2 separate regions of the Ovis aries genome follow, and region 2 is linked to region 1. Evidence: chromatin contacts called from public Hi-C data. All regions are on one chromosome and are shown on one strand. Each heading gives the region's core, a stretch centred on a gene start, on an enhancer-like site or on the middle of the called end of the contact. The rest is flanking DNA. Distances are from core to core; before and after follow the strand shown.

What was found. A called contact is a pair of places that touch in the nucleus more often than the background predicts.
Region 2: a contact with region 1 is called in a Hi-C map of tail adipose tissue, with 1.5 times the contacts expected there. The contact joins the promoter of PLPP1 here to the enhancer-like site in region 1. A contact is called at or near these places in 4 of 16 Hi-C or Micro-C datasets (hypothalamus, liver, skin fibroblasts and 1 more).

The regions. Positions count from the first base shown.
Region 1 is chr16:23,774,221-23,780,609 of ARS-UI_Ramb_v3.0, reverse strand. No RefSeq gene overlaps it. Among named protein-coding and RNA genes, the nearest start is that of PLPP1, 38 kb to the left of the region's middle. Within about 2 kb of position 4,474, at least 15 of the 54 cell types and tissues checked have an H3K27ac peak or open chromatin away from gene starts, as enhancers often do. A contact at or near this core is called in tail adipose tissue, where this site is marked.
Region 2 is chr16:23,810,299-23,816,979 of ARS-UI_Ramb_v3.0, reverse strand. It overlaps PLPP1 (phospholipid phosphatase 1), which reads right to left and starts at 1,543. Exons shown (of 6, transcript XM_060400430.1): 1 at 1-1,543.

The sequences.
Region 1 (6,389 bases), core at 3,225-5,724:
AGAATTGCACGGTCTAATACATTTGATGTTTCTGGGAACCAAGCTCTTGAAAGAGGTGTGATTTAAGGCAACTTGGACACATAGGTTTGAACAGGCTCACTAGTCTTTTCACTATTGTGTTCATTAATGACCATGGTATGAAACTATCTGATACCTGTTAGCCAGGGACATTGCATGCGCAAGCCAGGGGATGAGGAACCAGGGCAGCAAAGATTATGATCAGCAAACACTGTGGTTTCCTAGGTTAACTACGGAAGAACTGTTTTAGCTAGAAGCCTCCTCTGGCTCTGACATGACTATTTTAAAGACTATTTTATTGAAGTATTAGTACATGCAGACTAGTATATATAGGATGGACAGATAAACAATATGACTATATTTTAAAGAGACTTTTGCTAAAATCTTAGGTGGCTTAGATTTGCTGTCAAGAAATATTTTTTCATCTTTGAAATATTGGCTTATTTCCTGAGTAAAATTAATAAATGTGACTTTGTATATCTTTTTTCCTATCTTTACAGGTATAGAGAAGTTTTTAAAGTTGCTCATGTATTTTTTGGCCTCAAATAAGACATGTTTTATAGCCATATTGAGTCTCACACAAGATGTGGTTAAAGTCAATCGTTAGAATTAGAAGTTAAAAACAGAAGTTAAGTGTCCCGTGTACACAGTATTCATATGGTTAGAAGTAAGAATTCACTTGGTAAGAGATTTTGCAGCCTTTGAAATGATATTTACAAAGTTAATGTGGGATCATGAAATGATATAATCTTTAATGTAAGTGAAGAACATATTATATATGATGCTATTATTAGTTTACTTTAAAATATATGTTCAATGCCCCTTGATCCAACAATTCTATTTCCTAAATAGATGTGCAAAGATAAATAGACAAGGATGTTTACTCCATTTTTTAAAATATCAAAAAATTGGAAACAAATCTTTATCAGTAGAGATTACATAAAATATACCATGGTACATCATTTAATGAGATACTAAATAGTCATTTTTAAAATGGAGTAGATACATATATCTGGACTTTGATATTGTTGTCTGGATAGTGTTTGTGAGAAAAAGGAAATTATAGAACAGAATATATAGTATAAGCCATTTGGTAAAAAATTGTCATTATATATAATAAATGATATGCGAAGTGCAGTGAAGTGAAGTCGCTCAGTCGTGTCCGACTCTTTGCGACCCCATGGACTGTAGCCTACAAACTTCCTCTGTCCATGGAATTTTCCAAGCAAGCGTACTGGAGTGGGTTGCCATTTCCTTCTCCAGGGGATCTTCCCCACCCAGGGATGGAACCCAGGTCTCCTGCATTGCAGGCAGATGCTTTACCCCCTGAGCCACCAGGGAAGAATTAATGATATGTAGTAGATATATATTAGATACTGTATGTATATATCAATTAATTTATGAATTATATGTCTACATTATATATATAATCTTGATATAGACTAGATATTATAAACTATTGTGGATTGGGACTTTAGGAAATGTTAGTTTCTCCTTCATTTCTTGTTTTAATTGATTAATCAATTAGTTTGCTGTGCTGGGTCTTCATTGCTGCACGGGCTTTTTTTCTAGTTGCAGAGAGTGGAGGCTACTCTCTAGTTGCTGTGTGTGGGCTTCTCATTGCGGTGGCTTCTCGTGTCCTGGAGTGCTGGTAACTAAGTTGCTTGAGCTTTAGTAATTGCAGCACATGGGCTCAGTGGTTGCAACTCCCGGCTCTAGAGCCAGGCTCAGTAGTTGCTGAGCATGGGCTTGGTTGCTCCACCGCATGTGGGATCTTCCCAGACCAGAGACTGAACCCACACCTCCTGCACTGACAGGTGGATTCCTTACCACTGAACCACCAAGGAAGCCCTCTTCTTTACTTTTTACCTTAATTGTTTGTAGAAAATATGATGATTGGTAATACAATATAATGCTATACACATGATTTATAATATAAAATATATTTCTTTTTCTGCATAGAAAAAGATGTTACAATAATTGTTTTTAGTTTGGGAACCATGAAAGGTTTTTTAAATTGTTTTATGCTCTAATAAATTCTATTCCAGGTGTATTTGTGTACTTTTTTTTCCTTTTTGTTTTTTTGGCCGTGCTGGGCAGATTGTGGGATCTTAGTTCCCAGACTAGGGATCAAACTTATGCCTCCTGCAGTGGAAGTGTGGAGTCTTAATCACTGGACTGCCAGGGAATCCCCTGACCTTTTAGTTTTTTAAAAAGGAAGAAAGTAGGGAGGCAGGGAAGGAGTTGTTAGGGATTAGATTAGGTCATTTAAACACCTAAACATCTATCTTCAACTTATTAACACCTAAACATCTATCTTCAATTTATTCTCTTTCGTCACTGACAATGTTGTGTTTTCAGAATGCAAATGCAAAATGTGCAATTAGACAGATTAGGCTATTTAAGAAGGCCAAAGTGGCAGGGTCAGGGGTGGCAGGCGGGGGTGGTGGTGTTGCAGAGTGGACAGCATCAGGGATAGATCCACTGATTGCTTTTGCTGGAGGTTTTCCACCACATGTGTTCTTACCAGTGTATTAATCACATAAACTGCTGACCGTGGAATTCCTCATAGCAGAGGACACTCACTCCAGGGGCATAAATTCTCCACTTGCTGCTAAGGAAGCATCAGTGCATCTGACTCCAAGCTAGAGTCAATTGTAAACAAATAGTGGCTTTAAGTTTTCTAGAGCTTTAGAGTCTTGAGGCAATAAGTCCTTCAACCATATGACATCAGCTTATTTCTCAGAAGAGCTCCCAGCTGAGTTTTTCTCAGAAATGTTGACCATCTGAGGCAAAGATGAAGACACTAGTTCCTCCCCTCAGAAATTCCTTTTCTGGTAAACTCTCCTGTGGGCAGATTTTAATATGCCAAGAGTATGGAGCAGACTTCAGATGTCCCAGAACGTGAGTTCCACAGGTCATGGTTCATAAACGGACTATGGTACCACCCGCGGGAAACTGCAACCGAGATCTCTATTTTTCCAGCACCTATGCTCTGCTGACTTTCCACCTTCCTAAGAAACGGAATAGGGGCCAGGGATCAACAAATGGCAGCCAGATCAAAATTCCAAGTCACCAACCGAAACCACAGCAGGTGAGGTTTGCCTCAAAACCAGAAGCACAACCAGATTTATGGCATGGGAGTCACCAAACAGCAGTATCGTTTTGCAATGAGCTTGCTGATGGAAATAATTTCATCGATGGAAAATCATCACATTGCTTCACTTCTTTGCAGTTGTGTTTTTAATTGGCATTCCCAAAGGCTTTGTGGCAGGAGTTGCAGAATACATAAATAAGGTCATTTCATGACATAAAATCTTTTCAAACGCCAAAAGTCGGGAAGGAAAGAAGAGTTGATTCAAATGCCACAGAGACAAAAATGTATTTTTCTGGGACAAAGGAAAATGAATGATTTAAGTTTGTGGCAAATTTAAGTCTCCTTCCTGTACACACAGAGACAATCTTTTTAAAAAATTCTATTCAGCACTTGGGTACAAGCACAGGGTGTACCCAGGAAGTTCAAATGCTGATGATCGTTATTAATACCCTTGTTTTCCTCACTTGCTCATTGCCAAGTAAAACAAGGAATTAAGCACAAGCTGCAGCAGCAAGCCGACCCCGAGTGTCCTAGATAGGAAAGGCCCCATCAGCCTTTCCGTTTCCAGTGGGGCCGGGTTCCTGCTCTTGTAAGGATGGCGCCTTGGAGAAGATTACCAAGTGTGTCATTCTGGGTACTGTCTCATTTCTCCGGGTAAAAGCGTTTCCTACACTTCCCTGGATATGATGGAAACAGAAGCAAATGCTCCCCAGAAGATGGTTCCTTGCTCAGCAGTCAGAATAAAAAGAGATCCTGAAGGATGCTCTTATCTCAGTGGCTGTGTTTTCTCTCTGGAAATGCAACCTCCATCTGGGGCCAGGTGTGGTTTTGTGTTGTTTTCTCTGGTGGGAAGGGGGCTGGGGGTGGGGGGTGGAGTTGCAGACTTCTCCTATCTTTGTAGACCGTTCACAATCAGATTTGAGACTGGAGGCTGAAGCAGAGTTGCTGTGCTCCCAGAGGCATGCAGTTTTCAGTTAAAGTGGCCAAAGGAATGTCCCAGCCAGGCATTTCTACCAACAAGGCAAGCTAAGGGATTCTTTCTACTTTTTGGAACTTCACTGAACTGTGGAAGGAAGAAATTAGTATGGTTTCATTTTTTCCCTCCTTCTTTTTTTAAAAGCTGAAACAGAAGCAGAATTGTAGCTGTCACAAGCTGACTGAATTTTTTTTTTTTTTTTTTTTTTTTTACAGTACCAAAGTCTTTAAAATCCTTGGAACACTGGTGAGAACTAATGTTTTTGTTGGGACCTTCACATTAGTGTGCAAGTTACATGTGCACAGTGCCAGCTGCTGCCCAGGGGCTCCACATCTGAGGAGAGTGGGGAGAGCGAACCATTCTAGCCATGGTCTGGAATAACTTAAAACTGCAGCGAAAAAGTCTTCAGCTCAACAGTCTGAAAGTGGATGAATCAGAATGAGGTTTGCAGCAAGCCCAAGAATGCCCTTGACATTCAAACCATGCACTCTAGCCTCCCTGACTGCGACGTGTAATTCTACTCTTTCTACCCCCTCTGTGGACCGTCTATGCAAAGTCAGAATTCAGCTTGTACGCCTCAAAACCCTGTGAGGATTCTATTTCTTAAAGATCAGCCTAAGACCGAGTTGCAGAGGATTGATTTCCACCCTCTCCCTAACAGAAGCCACCAAATTTTAAAATATACAGAAAAAAGGAGACCGTGTGACTTGAACAGTTTACTTTAATCAGATTAATGCCAGGATGACTTAGCATTTACCCAGTAACTGGTTCCCAAACTGAAGCTTTTTTTTTTTTTTGTAATGAATCTATGGATCAGTTTACTGGCATGCTCACTAGGTACTCTTTTGCATTTGTAAAAGATTAACTTTTCATAGGGCAGTTGAGCAAATTTACATAGGAGGTGACTCTTGGGAAAGTCAATCAGAGTGTGACTGTAAAGGTCATTACCTGACTTAGAAAAATAACAAAAGGTGAATCAGCAAGGTCATCTTTCATGTGGGAAATATGGTTGGCTGTTATTGTCAAAGTGTAATATTTAGAAAGTGAAAAACATGGCCCTCAATACAAATATTTAAGTCAGCATGTGCCAAATGTTTATTTACCTTATTGGTTGGGGAGCCATCAAGATGGTAAAACTAGTTCATAAGAGAATTCAAGAAGCTAAGTATATGAAGTTTAGGAAAGAAAGAATCTAGGAATATGATTGCTAGACTTTTTTTTTTTTAATGGGAATGTAAAATGATGCAACCACTTCGGAAGACAGTTTAGCAGTTTCTCATAAAGCTAAATATACCCTCACCATATGTCGACTGAAAAAAATGCACAACCTAAAAGCTGAGAGTTATGTTTTATTTGGCGAACATACTGAAAACCTAAAACTTAGGAAACAGCCCCTCAGAGAGCTCTGGAGGACTGTTTCAAAGAGGTAAGGAAGGAACCAGAATATAGGTATCTTTGAAAAGACAAACACAGGTAGTCTAACATCAAAAGTTTACTGATAATTAAAGAAAAAAACGGACATCTCAAGATAATTTAGTTTCTTTAGAACTAAAAGAATTTAGTTTTTTTCTGTGTATGGGAAGAATGCGAGAGTGGGCTTAATGTAAGTATTCCTTTGACATGTGCCTTAACAAAATACTTATCAGGGCAAGCATTTTGTTCTTCTTTTCCTGAATGCCCTCAGGGTGCACTGTCAGGAGTGGCTGTAGTGGCAGATAGCTTGATAGGTGCCACATCATTTGTTTAATGTTATGGCAGATACCATTCTTTGTCCACGTATATGATTTGGCAGTTGCAAATGAGTTGAGAACTTATGTCCACATAAAAATCTGCATGCAAATATTTAGAGAAACTTTGTTCATAAATGCTAAAAACAGGAAGCAACCAAGATATCCCCCAATAGGTAAATGGACAAATGAGTTGTGATATATTCATGCAATAGGTATTATTTGGCAATAAAAGAAATGACCTCAAATGACATGGAAGAACCTTGAGATCATAGCACTAAGTGAAATAAGCCAGGCTGAAAATACTACACAATGTATGATTCCAGCTACATGACATTTTGGAAAAGGTAAAACTGTAGAGACAGTAAATAGATCAGTGGTCGCCAGGGGTTTGGTGGGGGGATGGTGGTGGTGGTCAGGGTTGAATAGGTGAAGCAGGGGAGATTTTTAGGGAAGCAAAACTTATCTTTATGATACTGTAATGATGGGTATATAACATCATGCATTTGTTAAATCTCATAGAACTGTACAACATGAACAGTAATAATGTAAACTATAGACTTTAGTTAAT
Region 2 (6,681 bases), core at 294-2,793, 39 kb before region 1:
AACAGGTAACAGAATTTATAAAACTTCGGCAAGACTACAAGCGCCTAAACGGTCAGGTTTGAGGCAGGGGAGATGGATACTGGATTAAAAGCGGAGGAAGTTTCCCTCTCACCGAAAAGCCATTATGCAGACCTGCGTCTAGGATGCTAAAGTCACAGCTCTCCAACGCTGAGAGCTCGCCAATACTATTACTTCGATACTCAAACATGAGGACTACCCGAACATCGAGCAGGTCTTCTGGTAAGTAGTTTTTTCCAAAACATATAAATAGTTCAAAGATACTGCCTTACACAATATATATGAAGACGGTGAAAATCTCTCCTTCCAATGCCTAGCCCTTACCCAGATGACTTCGATTGTTTTTCGTCAAAAGAAAAGAGCAACTGGCGACCAGAAGCCCTACGACTGAACTCTTACTTCAGAAACACAACGCCAAATTCGCTGCAGCCAAAGAAATGTCCAGTGCTCCTTGTGGGCTCTCACAGGAGATGGAAACCTACACGATGACGAGGTCTGCGCAGAGAAGGAAACAGCAAGTCTGGGGCACACCACGCCAACCCCATCCCCCTCAAAAGCAAGCTTCTTCAAACCTATAGGCAGAAACCTGGCATCATCACACCCACTTACAGCCTGACAATTTACAAGCCGGTAACACCTTCTAATTAGCGTTCTAACCTTTTATAGACGAAAACTTAAAACTGCTTCCCACAAGGAAGATAAACCTGGCACTGGCGCCAGTTACTGAGAATTCCCAGTGCATCAAAACCCTCCGGTTTTGTCACCAAACCTGATGAGCCAGTGACCACCAGGCTTCCCTACATCAGCGAGGGGAGGAGCCCACCCTCTCTGCTGGGAGTGAAACGGGAAACAGAGGAAAGGAGAGCAAGGGATGGAGCGCAGAGGCGTGAACAGCATCCAAGCAGGGTGGGCTCAGCGCACCGGCGGGCAATAGAAAGGCAGACTGACAGCATCGGCCACGCGTGGATGCGGGCTGCGAAGCGGGGTCCCCGGGCTGCGGAAGCCGCCCCCAGCGTCTAGCCGGGCAAGGCTCGCGCGTCAGGCACACACACCCCCCCCCAACGCCCCGTCCGCGACTCCCGGCGAGTCACCTCCCAGCGGACACACGCCCGCACCCCACCGATGCACCCACCCCGGGCTCGCGCGCACACGCCCCTCGGGCCGGCGGCGCGTTACGTACCCAGCAACACGCAGAGCACATCGAGGGCCACGTACGGCAGCCGCGTCTTGTCAAACATGGTCTCCGCACGGATGGCAGAGGAGGCACCCGATTCAGGAGACCGGGTCGGGGACTGGCGACGGTTCCTCTCAGCCAGGGGAGAGCGGCTAGGGCTGACGGGGACCCCCGCGGCGTTCTGACGGGCAGCAATGGCGCCCACCACGCCTCCCCTTACAGCTCCCGCAACCACTTGGTCCGGGCCGAGACGCTCGTGTGCCAGCCGCGGCGGCTCCGTAGCCTCAGGCCCTCCTCGGTCGGCCCTGGCCCGCCCCGGCTGTTGGCTGTCCACAGCCAGGCGCCCTCTCCAACAGGCGGAGCGTCTGGACTCGTGCTTTAAGGATGGGGACCGGTAGGCCCCTCCCGCGGGGCTGCGCGGGACCTGCCTGCGCGCGGCCTCGCGGGCTGAGGGAGCGCGACGGCGGCGGTGGGGCGGCCAGTGAGGGGCGACGGGGCGGGGCCGGGAAACCCCGGCTCGGGCACGTCAGCCAATCGGCGCCTCCGGTCCCGACCTGCGGAGCCCGCCCCTCAAGTGGGACGCGCGGCGGACGGGCGGAGCGTGTGGGCACCTCCCGTGCGGTGCGAGGGCCGTCGCTCAGACACGCATCCTGCTGGTGTTGCCGAACCTGGCTTTCTGATCTCTGGCCACCGGTCATTGCTGCTTCGGAGAAAGAACTGGACCCACCCCAACCCCGGTTGCCTGCCAGCTCTCCTCATCCATGGGGATTGGGTAATAAAGAGAAACGGAGTTGTCAGTGACAGTCTCTCTCTCCTTGTCCGAACTTTAGTCAGGCTCCTCCCAGCCCTCTACTCGCCTAGGCCTCCATTGAGGCCTTCGAATCTGGCCGTATTAGTGTGAATTCTGCTAAGTCATCCTTGCACCTTTAGTATCTGGTTACCTTGTCTATGCGATCAGATTCGTTTCTATATAAAGTCCGTTAGTATAAAAGTCCTCGGACCTGCCTTTAAGCAAGCATCCCCCTATCCTTAATGTTTTATCTTAATTTCTCATCCACTAACCCCCTCACTCTTCTTGTTTGTGGGCTATAATAAATTTCCGGGTGTCTTTGCTGTATTCGAGGTTGAAGACAATTTCTCCTGCTGCAAGTTATGATCCCCTATTGAAATAGTTTTAAATCGACTGTACCTCACCATTTTAACAAGTACCAGAATGAGTTTATTTCACTCACCCCTCATTCCCGTAGGACCCTAGCAAAGTAACCCGTAACATCAGGATGTTAATAATCCCTGCTGTGTGCTCTAGTCAAGAAGAAATGAAGCCTGGAAAAAAATAAATATGAAAGTGTTTTCCAAAAGATTAAACCCTCTATCGATGTTAACCATTGGTAACTTTCCTCCACATTCATATCTTATCTTCATCAAAGACGTTAGACAAATTGAAAACTGTTCTTAACTGGTTTGGACTTTCTCCACAGAAGTGTACAGGTGGCACACAAAAGGGGTGGGGATTACACCTGGGAGCCCTGGAAACACTTCATAGAAGGGTGATAGTTACATTGCTCTTTCCTGTCTCTCTCCCACATCAACAGCCATTTTCTTAGGTGAGAAGATAATGAAGAAGACAGTATGTTTTGCCTTTTAGAGGAGTTACAAATAATAGCTTTAAAAATAAATCAACAGGGAATTAATTTCCTGGCGGTCCAGTGATTAGGACTCCACACTCACTGACCAGGGTCTGGGTTTAATCCCTGGTTGGGGAACTTAGATCCCACAAGTTGCTGAGTGTGGCAAAAAAAAAAAAAAAAAAATCAACAAAGTCCACTAAAATGCATTGTCGTGCTCTGTGATTTTAAAAGGGATGTACACTATGTGCATATAAGCAGTAAGTCCTCAGTTGAAAGAATGATTAAGAAATGTCATTTTGTTTGGGGAAGTGGGAGGTTTTGTTAGTTTTTGGAAGGAGTGTGGTTTGTTTTGGTTTATTTTCATGATTAGTTTCTAGTGTGATCACTGGAATTGAGAATGAGTTAAATAACCTTGAAATGATAGTGAAAATAACAAAAAGGAGACAATTATTGTATAGTGACATCATTAACACCCCCTTGGGGTAGGTTCTAATGTGTCCGTGGATTGGACATGAAACCTTACAGATTTTCTTAACAAAAATTTGTCCTGGAATCTGTATTTTTCTCTGTGTAATATAGGCATCAAATATAAAAGCAAAGTAGAGTGCACTTGAGAAGAATAGTCCTGAAGAATCTCTGAAGAAATGAGAAAATAATTTCCTGTCTTCTTGTATTACTAAGCATTTTAAAAAGGAGACTGTAATCTGCACCATCCATTTCAATTTCTCTTTCAATATTTGTTGTATTCTCACTTCTGTCCCCACTCCTTTCCTTGAGCTATTCTTTAACATAATGTTATTGGTAAGTCTCCTATCTGTTCCAACAGTACTTGCTTTCTTTTATTTTATAAAGTTTCTACAAAGTGAATGATATTCACCTTGCAAAATTTAATGAATAAATTCCCTTAGAGTATTTGTATGTAATTATGTCTTTTCTCCCCACTCGGACTGAATCAAATGTAGTTTTTATTATTACTCAAGAAGCTTTGTGAAACTAAAACAATAAAAAATGTAAATGTCTGGTTCCCTAGTACATGTGTCTCGCCCATCCAAAAAGCTTTACAATCTGCTGTAATCTTTTTTTGTATTGTCAAAACTATTTGTTATTAAAATTTTTTATTATGTAATGTTTGATACATAGATTAAGTAAGTTTTAAAACATAAGTGGATGACTGGGAATCCACTACTCAATGCCTAGAGCATTGTGGTATCACTGAATCTATCTATGTGTTCAATCCCTTTGTTGTACTCTACTTCAGGGGAGGTAACCACTATCCTGAATTTTGTGTTTATCTTGTTCTTTCTTTGTTTTTTCCATGTGGAAAAACACATGGCGACGTGTACATGTCACTGAAAATATGCATTGTTTAGCTATCTTATATTTTATCTTTTAAAAACATATGCCATATATGTAGTCTTTTGCTCTTGATTTTTTTCATTCATTTCTTATACCCATTGATGTTGCTGCAATCATTGCAGGTATATTATATAAATGTACCATTTTATTCATTCTTTTGACAGTGGCCACCTGGGTTATTGCCATCCTTGCTATTACAAATAATGCTGCTGTGAACGTTCACCTACATGTCTCCTGTGTGGAAAGCTGTGGAACTACTTTCATGGGGTATACAAGCATCCTCGGAGAAGGCAATGGCACCCCACTCCAGTACTCTTGCCTGGAAAATCCCATGGATGGAGGAGCCTGATAGGCTGCAGTCCTTGGGGTCACGAAAAGAGTCAGACACAACTGAGCGACTTCACTTTCACTTTTCACTTTCATGCATTGGAGAGGGAAATGGCAACCTACTCCAGTGTTCTTGCCTGGAGAATCCCAGGGACGGGGGAGCCTGGTGGGCTGCTGTCTATGGGGTCGCACAGAGTCGAACACGACTGAAGCGACTTGGCAGCAGCAGCACAAGCATCCAACTTGACTAGAAAATCCCAAATTGTATTACTAAGCATTACACCATCTTACCTACCCCTCACCAGTGGTAGATATGACTCCATATTTACATCAACACTTAAAATTTTGAGAGTTCTTAATTTTTGGTAATTTAATAGATGCAGTGTCTTGTCTTAGTTTACATCTTCATGATCACTAATATGGTTGGGCACCTTTTCCTAAATTTGTTTACCAAAAATATTTCCTCTTCTGTCAATTACCTAATCACTTTTTTGCCTATTTTTCTATTAGATTGTTTTTATTTTTATCAAACTGTAGAAGTTCTTTGTATATTCTTGATAGCAGTTCTTTGTGTTGTAAATTTTTCCTTCCAATATGTGGCTCGTCATTTCATTTCCTTTATGAGCAGCTATGTGCCAGAGTTATTGTAAATGTAATGTAAGCAGAGGTCTACTGGAAGATTTCTGTGAAAATGTTTACTTTCCTGACCAAAGGAAAGCACTGGTTTTCCTTCCCTCTTCTTTCTGCATTCCTTGAACAGTATTTGAGTTACAGCAGCCACCTTGTGATCATGAGAGAAAGGTGAAGAAGAGAAACCCTGGTCTTTTTAATCCTGAGCTACTAAAACAACCAGCAACTTGGCTACCTCCAGATATTTTCTGATGTAAGGGAAAATTATTGCTTAAGTCTCAAATATTCACAACTGATATAAGGCTCGAGTACTTTGATTACTATTTCTGAGAAATCACATATCATATTACTCTAAGAAAACCTTTTACTTGAGCTAATTTAATTGAATTTTTGGTCCTTGAAACCACAAAGTCCTGAAGAAAAAAAAAAAACAGTTCGAGTAGCTGGAATGGATGTTGAATGGTTTGAGCATAGAGGCAAAACAAGTGACATATTCTGAAGTCTTTGAATAGGAAAGGGAGTGAAACAAGGAACTCACATTGAGGACTAGTAGAAGATAAGGTTCTAGGACTTCCCTGTGGATGCAGTGGATAAGAATCTGCCCACCAAAGAGTTTGATCTCTGGTCCAGGAAGATTCCATATGCTGCAGAGCAACTAATCCTATGCACCATAACTGAGCCTGGGCTCTAGAGCCAGCCAGCTGCAACTTCTGAGCCTTCATTCTGCAACTACGGAAGACTGTACACCTGGAGCCTGTGCTTCACAACAAGAGAAGCCACCACACTGAGAAGCCACACAGTGCGACTCAAGTAGCCCCCACTCACCACAACTAAAGAAAGCCCTCACAAAGCAGCGAAGACTCAGCACAGCCAAAAATAAATAATCTTTTAAATTATATAAAAAAAGAAGATAAGGTTCTAGAAGATAGGTTAAAGCACTTTGTAGCTTTAAAGTGTGTCTGGAAACAAAAAAACTTGAAAATATATAACCGTGTGCTGAAAACCGTCATTCAAAACAAGTAATCTAGTAGTGAGAGAAAATCATAATCTCTACAGTGGGTTGTAAATTCAAGACAAATAAACTTTATTTTGTAAATAATAAACTTTATTTTGTAAATCATGTTATTTAGTTTCAGGTCCTTTCTGTGTTTATTTCCATTTTGTTTTCTCCTGTGGTTCCCAAAATCTTGTTTATGGCTTCCAGCCCTTTTTTAGCTTTGCTGCAAAGTACTAGAGGGAAAGTCTTCTGTTAAAATTGAGCCAGTCTACCAATGTAAGAAAAAGTCTGCAAGAGTATTTATCTCCATAAAAGGAGGTGAATCCCTAGGATCAGAGTTGGAAGCCTAATGGGTGGGCAAACCAGCTCCACCAAGATTTTCTTTTACTGAGACTCCTTCAGTGTCAAGCTTGGAGGGCCTGAGTTTTCTGTTTATTTTTTCAGATGACAGTATTTCCTTAACAGGCTTATTATGGTAATCAAATATAAAAATGTAGATGCAACTGTCTGTTCTAGGCAGACATGCAATACATATTGTTTCTAAAACAAAC